2 separate regions of the Mus musculus genome follow, and region 2 is linked to region 1. Evidence: chromatin contacts called from public Hi-C data. All regions are on one chromosome and are shown on one strand. The core of a region is the stretch at or near the end of the contact, and the rest is flanking DNA. Distances in the headings are between cores, read along the strand shown.

What was found. A called contact is a pair of places that touch in the nucleus more often than the background predicts.
Region 2: a contact with region 1 is called in a Hi-C map of the C2C12 cell line, with 2.0 times the contacts expected there. A contact is called at or near these places in 2 of 39 promoter capture datasets (cranial neural crest and embryonic stem cells), 8 of 484 Hi-C or Micro-C datasets (the C2C12 cell line, the N1E-115 cell line, brain and 4 more), 4 of 130 datasets of targeted methods (the NIH/3T3 cell line, astrocytes, embryonic forebrain and 1 more) and 1 of 9 other capture datasets (adipose tissue).

What each region holds. Positions count from the first base shown.
Region 1 is chr19:19,039,441-19,043,744 of GRCm38.p6, forward strand. The region is part of intron 1 of Rorb (RAR-related orphan receptor beta); the gene reads right to left. Among named protein-coding and RNA genes, the nearest start is that of Rorb, 70 kb to the right of the region's middle.
Region 2 is chr19:19,109,245-19,113,522 of GRCm38.p6, forward strand. Rorb (RAR-related orphan receptor beta) reads right to left here and starts at 1,952. Exons shown (of 10, transcript NM_001043354.2): 1 at 1,308-1,952. The coding sequence starts at 1,314.

The DNA of each region.
Region 1 (4,304 bases), core at 236-2,735:
GGGAGGAGAGAGAGAGAGAGAGAGAGAGAGAGAGAGAGAGAGCGAGAGAGAGAGAGAGAGAGAGAGAGAGAGAGAGGAGGGAGAGAGAGAGGAGGGAGAGAGAGAGAGAGAGAGAGAGAGAGAGAGAGAGAGAGAGAGAGAGAGAGAGAGAAAGAGAGAGAGCAGGAACAGGCGGGGGGAGGGAGATGAGGAGAGAGGGAGAAGGGGAAGAGAGAGTAAGAGAGTAAGAGAGAGAGTGAGGAGGGGGCAAGCAGTCCCTTTTATAGTAAGTCAGGCATACCTGGCTATTGCCAGGTGACTGTGGGGCAGAGTCTAAAAGGAATGCTAACAAATAGTCTCTCTTCCTAGGGCATATCCTCTGGTGCTTATTTTATTTTCGGCGCTTATAAGAGCAGAGGTCAGTAGCATTTTAGGGTTTTTTCTTAGTCAAATATATCAAATTTCTATCATTACTTCCTTGGATTCTAAGTTGTATATAGCCAGGTCAGGGCTTTCTCATGATGTTTTTAACTTCTGGCTTTATGAGGTAAAAGATGTTAAGAAGCTGAAGTGTGTTGACCCTGACCTGGGGAGGCATTGAGGCTTTACAATGACCTGACAACACTGTGTGTTGTGTGCAGGTGATGGCAAATGCCCAGACATACAAGTAGGAACATTTACACCAGGTGCCTGAATTTCCTTTTTGGAGCTCTGTAATGCTTACCACCTTACACAACTGCCTTCAACAGCATATTTGATAAAGAATGTGATATTAAATTAAAAAATATATGTATAGGTTACAAGAGAGAAAAAAAAGTTTGAGGATGTGTCTGGAAGGAAACCATGAAGAATTAACATAAGAAACAACATGACAGAATCCAGGCATTTTAAACATCAGGCATTATTATCTACTGCTGTGTTTACTGAGGATTCAAGATAGTGACTCAGTGCAAGGACTATTTGCTGGTGGGACAGAGGAGGACAGGTGAATCAGAACTCTCCTTGCTCTTTGCTGGGAGACAAAGGGTGTTATGATGAGCCTGCCAGGCGATCAGGAAAGAAACAATAGGGAGGTAGTCAATCAAAGCTGTGGCAGTCTAGAATGGACCTCCTCTTCATCTTCCTGCCATGGCGGGACATCATAAAGGCTCCTCTGTTTCTTTAAAGTGCTGCTCTGATAGTGGGCTGGCCTCCTGAACATTCAGTGAGGGTGACTCTAGCCTTACTGAAACACAATCCTGACCACAGACCTTATTTCCCCTAGCTGCTTTGATACTCTGTCCAGCCAACGTATCCTCCAGAGACGCAGTGCATGCTCCACAGTGGCTTCAGAAACCACTTCAAGAGCACCTGAGGACAGAACTTCCCCCACCCCCTCCCTTTCACCACTCACAGGCGTGGTTGGTCAAGTGTTTCATTAGCGAAGTGCTTTAGGGTGCATCTATGGAGACAATCTGGCTGTTGGCTACTGCTCTAACAAAAAAACCAAAAGGAGTTGGAAACTCTGGTAAGTGGGAGCTTTTGGGCCAAGTGTTTTGTCCTTGTGTGTTTTAGAAGCAGTGCAGGTCATTAGCAAGTCTATGCTAATTGAATTTGATTTCATGTCAACACTGTTACAGTCACACAGAGCAGACCAATAAAATCCTCACACTGAGCTCTCTGATTATTAGGCCCAGGTTTTCCTAGCCACCAAAATTCAGCCTTTGGATTATGATGGTTTTCAGATGGCATCTAAAGAATGCAAGGAAAATGCATTCTATAGGAAAAATCCAAGCACACACGTCATCCTTGAGGTGGGACAAATAGAAAAACCACTTGGACAAGTGACATTCCCAAGTGACTGATTGTTAACATCTCATAAGACAGACTGGCTCAGATTCTCCACAGGATGTACCAGTGGACTAATTGCCCAAAGTGGGCCATGCCATCCTTTGCTTTAGAAAAGGAAGAGCAGTAGAGTCTTTTCAGCAAGAGAAATGTGTGTGAAGCTTGTGTTATGGCGACACATTCTGTTATATTTTCTAGGGTGGGAAAATGGGGCACTTGACCGAATTAACAAAATAATTTATTAGAAGATCTGAGATCTTTGTGATCTACAATTAAAAGGCTCTGAAGGGTGGAAATTAACCTCTTGAATTCGGCTGGTTTGCTGGTTTTTGAACAGTCCTTCAAGAGGCAATTGCCTTACATTCTCCTTAGTGCTTCACACCAGGGGAGGTGGAAGCTGGAAGCGGGGAGTGTATTTCACAAGACATGGGGACTTGCTTTAGCATACATTGTCATGTTCCACCTGGAGAAGGAAACATGAAGTAATTAAGTAAAACCTATGGAGGAAAAGGGGATTTCAGCTGAATTGAGCTAATTGGTCCCGTGACTGGCCTGGAGTGTAGAAGGGATAGAAACATCCCAAGTTGTTTTTTTTTTTTTTTTTTTCTTTTTTCCTTACTGGGTTTAATTAAGATGAGGGCAATGGCAGTCTGGTCGGCTGTGTTTGTATCTCATTACCCTCAGGAGCACCCTTTTTCCTCCCGTGACCTGAACTTTAAGGGTGATACCATCACCTCATCAATTGCCAATGCCCCCAGTTCAATAACCGGCTATCACACCGGTACATCTTTCTCCACGACAGGCAATTGCAGGTCTTGGCTCCTTCCAAAAATAGCCCGTTCTGCAGTGCCAGGCTCACTCCCAGACTCCCTCAGGCATCTGTGCGCAGGAAGAGTTCATTCCTGGGCATTCTGTGGGATACGTGCAAAATCGATATATAAAAAAAAGTATTTTCTGTGACTTTTGAATCATGACACACAGACCATATTTTCTTTAAGTCTCCCAGTACTTTGCTATTTTCCTTTAAGGGCAGTGACAATTTCTTTTGTAAATAAATGCTGTGTGTGGTTTCCCATCCCACTGAGTTTAGGAGCCTGAATTTTAAAGAAGAGAAAGTGAAGGCTTTTCATCTAGTACCTCAGGGTATAATAGGAGAGCCCCTGGGGAGCTTGCTTTGACTAAACCCTAGCAAAAGTTGCAAAGTGATCTCTCATCTAGTGGTGTGTTAGAGTGAAGAAGTCCCTCTCTAGGTAAGAAAACCAAGTTCCCCAGAGGCTCTGTGCTTTGCAGTATAATGTAAATTGGAGACCAGGTAAGATTTATGGGCTGGAGGGGAAAGTGCAGAGTTGGACACCCACCCAGACTCTGCCTTGGCTCTGTGAAGAGCCTGGCTCAGTAATTCTGCCCTCTGCGTGTTAAGTCTTCCTTTCAACATCACAGGACTATATTCATGACTGCAATGTCTCATTTAATCAAATGACAGGAACACTGCAGAGGTGAACTCTACCATATTAAGCACCAGCACTCTTAGGAAACCAACTAAAGTCAAAGTTAAAAAACAAATCGCCTCAAGTTTTCCTTTACATTATGAATTTGAAAAAGAAGATATAACAAAACACTTCGTAATTCTAAGAAATAGTATGTTTTCTCCAGCAAGGACAATATTTGATTAAAATATCACATGTAAATAAAATAAAACTATTAATTTAGCTTTTAACAATGGAAACACTTTTCAAGTAATTACAGAAGGCAGTGAATAGAAAATTTTACACTCTATTAAGCAGAACAAATATCCCCGCCCCCAGTTTTAACATTTAAGACTATTGCTTTTATCTGGAAAATAACAAGTAAAATAATTACTGCCCTGAGTGTTGACTGCCCACAATACTATAACTTAGTCATACACCAAGATGATCTAAGAAATTCTAAAGTTTGAGGGAGAAATGGTTAGTTGTGGAACAGAAAAAAAAATATTTGTCTCAAATTTAACTGAAGCAAATAGCTTTAAAAATCTTTTATTTTGCTGACAGTAGTTCGACCAGCTTTGGAAAATATTCTAACTTTGCTGACGATACCAACATCAACCACATGATGTCACCAATAACTACAACAGCAAACAAAAGAGTCTTGGGGATGAAACTAAGAAATGCATGCATTCCTCCTTACTATAGGTTAAACTGATGTGTATTTTGTTAAAAACTTCTTGCTGTATTTATTAAACTAATAAGAAATTGGCACTGGCTTTCTGCTCTCTCTTTTAATGAATTGACAATTACAGTGTGACTCTCTAGACTTTTAGAATTTGAAGTATATGAGAACTTAAAAACAAAAATAAAAAAATTAAAAGTAATAAAATTTAAAAGTGGATCTTTCAAAAGACCCACTTGCTTGTTGACCTTCACATGCATCTTATGATATAATCTGGAGGTAAGAAATGAATGTTCATGAAAAATGAGTATTGAAAAGTATTTACCAAGCGCTGTGGTAAGTTGGAGATG
Region 2 (4,278 bases), core at 702-3,201, 70 kb after region 1:
CAAACACCAGGGCTCACGCTGTGCTTTCAAGGTCAAGACAGGCCTAGGGCTCCTCAATAACGACCAGGGTGAGGGTCATGCCCACTCCTCCCTAAGTGCACCAGAGTAGGCAGCCCGGTAGATGGAGATGGGTATTTTTGGGCCCTGTTCTAAACAGTGTCCTGCTCAAAAGCACTTCCGTCCAAGATGCAAGAAGGTTCAGAGTTGACTGTCGCTTGCTTATTTTTGCTCCGGAGGAACTTGTGAATCAGAGAGAAAAGCCACCATAGGAACGCAATACATCAAAGAAGAGAAGCTTGGATTTAGGGGCTGGGTGTCCAGACATACTCAGATGTCCAAGTTAGGAGGGCACCCGGTGGTGGCCTCTTTAAGAAAAGAAGAAATTGTGCCCCACTGTAAAGTGAGAAAGCAAGAAACTTGTACCACTGAGATCTACAAACTGACTCCTCATGCCCTCTGGCCAGCTGCTCAGGTAGCTCCCAGTTTTGGAGTCAGAGCAGGAGACTGAGCTCTGTCTTCCCTGAGGGCCACTTGTCCCTGAGATAGCACCAACATTGACAGTGGTGGTTCTATCCAGAAGGTGCACTTAGTATTAGCTTCTATTTTGGTCCTTTATCCCACAAAAGAGCTTGAGACCCTGTTTTCTCCGATGTGAGTAGTATGGCCTTCACTCTCCAGAACTTTCTCCTACCAACTTTTTTTTTGGGGGGGGGAGTGTTAGGGCGAGAGGGGGGTCGGCCTATCCAGAGTGAAGCAGAACGGGGAAGAGGGGACCCAAGGAAGGTCCAGACGTAAGCATCTGCTTCCCGGTTCTCGGGAGCATACCGTGTTTACTATTTCTAGAAAGAGACGCGCTTATAGACTGCTCCTGCATCTGGCAGCCTGGGCCAGTGTGATCCCCACTTATGCCAGGGAGTTCACCTATGGCTAGCGACCACGGCGGGATGCGAGCTGCCAGCCTCTTCTACCCAAAGTCACCCGACTTCCTGCTCTCTATCCCGTGTCCTGTGGCGCACCGGAGAGCGACGCGCAGAAAAGATTCAAATCCAGAACTGGGAGGCGCGATTAGCACTGTCCTGGTCTCCAAAAAATGCGCCCTTCAGCGTCCTGCCAAAATCCCCGAGCCTTCCACACCTTCCCACAACTTTCCAAGCCCAGGCCATTTGCAGTCCCACCTGCGAACCGAACTCGGGGAGCCTCGAGTAGCCAATCTCTCTTCCCTTGGGCCGAGAGCTCTCCCCTCCCCCAAAGCTCCCGGTCTAGCTAGAGTTGTCCTGCTCTGGGCGCCCGCCCGCGGGCTCGCTTACCTCGCATGATGTGGCCGCTGTCCTGCTCCGCGTAGTCATGAAGCTCCCAGCCCGAACCCCAGAGAACCCAAAAATTCCGCTCAGCACGAGGGAAGAAGGCGGTCGGCGAAGAGCTGCTCCGCTGAGAGAAGCATCCCTTTAGGCAGATGTCGTGGCCACAGGGTGACGGTGGCCGCCGCCGCTAAGCTAACAGTTTTGATGCTGTTGCTGATGACTGTTTCTGATGGCTGTTTGTTTGTTTTCAGGCAGAGTGGAAAAAAAATGTCCTAGCTGCTGGTGCCTGGGTTTTGTTTTGCTTTTGTTTGTTTGTTTGTTTCTTTTTTTCTTTCTCTCCAATGTGCTTGCTTTAAAAAAAAAAAATGCCACCGCCTCGGGGCTCGGAGATTTCTTTTGTGATCACTTAGACTGAGGAGGAGGAGGAGGGCAGCGGCAGGAGGAGGAGTTGGTGGTGGTTTTGTTAGTTACAAAGAAGAGGGAGAATTATCAAGGGGGAAAAAAAGGAAACAGAAAAGAAAGAAAGGCGGCATGGATTGCAGAGCATGTGCGTTTTCACATGACATCTGTGCCTGTTAGCGGATCCACAATGTGAATTTTCACTGTTCAGTTGCAGAGACGAAGGGAGCGAGAGAGAAAGAGGAGAGAGGTGGAGAGAGCGAGCGCAGAAGAGGCTTATACGCGAGGGCGGGTTTGGCCGGACTTCCTGGCCCCGCCTCCTGTCAGCACCATGGCCAATCAGCGTCCCGCAGCGCGTGGAGAGTCTGGGGAGGCGGGGGAGGGGACGCTCTTGGGGACAGGGGGCGGGGCTAGGGACTCTGGCGTCCCAGGATGTGCGGACCCAGACTGGGAATTAGAGAAGGTCCTATCTGAGGTCTGATCTGGGCCAAGCTTAGCGCGCCCTGGAGAGTGAGGCAGATGTGAGAGTGACGTTCACTTCTGACTCCAGTAATTAGAAAGGGACACTGGTCAGTCAGGTCTTTGGAGGGAAGAGTCTAGGCGAACCGCTGGGCTGCACTCTCATTCCCTCTTACTGCAAGAGTCCCAAAAGAGTTTTGTACACTACGACAGCGCTTTGAAGCGTCCCTGTTCCATAATGCAGGCTCCTCTGGCAGAGTGTTTACCTTGTCAGACGCTTCTGCTGTAGCGGTAGACTACAAAACCACACCCCTCTAGTTCTGTGCAGCTTCTTTTAAAGACTGTTCAAATGCTCCCCACCCCTCACTCTAACTTTAACTAACTAATGCTGAGCCTCAGGTCCTCCCTTCCTCCCCTCCTCTCTCTCCCTTCCCTTTCTCTCTTCTTCCTTTCTCAGTAGTCCCAGGTTCCTTTGCCAAGGACAAGGGTTTCTTTAGCATTTGGAAACCCTTTGACCCTGGTTGCAGGACTTAAGGACAGGCTCATTTGCCTTTTTATTTGTCACTTTAGTGACGGGACACTTGGCAGAGAGCCTAGACTAGAAGGCAAGACTGTGTGGTTCTGTTCAGTTGGTGAAGGTTTAAAGAGCAAGACTCTTGGCTAGTAGCTCCCCAGAGACACCTGCTTAGGAGAGTTTGGTACTAAAACGAAGGTCATGAGACTGCATTCTTTACAAGAAATTTGTCATCTATTGACAATTTACCTGTATTCTGAAAGAGAAAACAAAACAAAATGAAGCACAGGTATCCAAACTTGTTCTTTTTTTGGCATGGTTTCATTCTTTGTAGATGAAACAAACACACACTATAGAAGCATGGCATCGATTTCCTTCCGTGTAGTTAGGTACTGCTTGGAAACTTTGGTGAATTGAGCATCATGAGACAGGAAGTGCAAAAGTTTGCTTGATCATTTTGAAAGCACAGAGACAGGACTCCGTGTCACAGTCATTCTAAAAGTGAGCCTCCCCAACATTCTCCATACCCAAATAACTCGACTTTTTTTTTTTTTTGCCAGTATTTATTCATGCTGCTTTGGGTAATATGTAATAATATGTAATATGTTGTAGAATTTGGAGTCCTTCAGTCCTCTGTACACTGAACACCATCAACTAGTTGTCTCACCAATAAGAATTGTATTAATTCCCGAATCTTCTGTCAGTGTTTAACCAAAACAGTTCGGCTGTGGGCAGTTCCATTTGCGTGTAATTTAGGAACATGTTGTGGAGAAAGTAAAAGTCGATTGAGTCATTAATTAAATGAAATGAACAAAGGAAGTTACTATTCAGGAAAGCTATTCCTCATAAATACCTTTCTCCTAGATTTTTAATTGACACAGTAGTTAATCTTTTAAGATAATATTTAAGGCTCCCTGGTTTTTATCATTTTTAATCAAGTAAAATATATTCATCATAACTACATTAAAGCTGCAGTAAGTTATGCCTAATTTAGTTGCTTCATTAAAAATTACTGCATATAAAATAGTCAAGAAACAAATTGTGACTATATCATTTTAATTTTATGAGCTTCAAGCAGAGTCATAGGAATATTGGAAATGTAAAACCCTTTGTAAACATTGTAATTGCTATTGTTATTATTTCCTTTTTCTATTTCTTGTTAAAAGGAATTTCAAAACTCCAAAAATTTTAACTCCTGTATGTATTCTTAAGTTTCTAATAAACTACTGAATCCTTAAAGTACATTTTAATTGATAAACTATCTTTAGCCTTCGAAAAGACAGTAAACACATGTATGGAATGAACTTGCCAGTACACATTTTTATGTGGTTTTTGTTTCATTAATACAATACTACACACTTTCTGTGTAAAATATATTTCTTGATTTTTTTTCTCCAAGCATTTTAAAAAACATGTTAATTATAAATAAATACATCTCAAATTTCTAAACTCTGTACACATGGTGATACAATGTGTATCATTTTCTTTTTCCTTTGGGTATTTAGTAATTTTTATTTAGTATTCCTTTTCTATTTAGTATTTATTTTCTTATTAAAGTAACATAAACATTGATCTTTGATTATAATATGGTGATCTGGGACATTT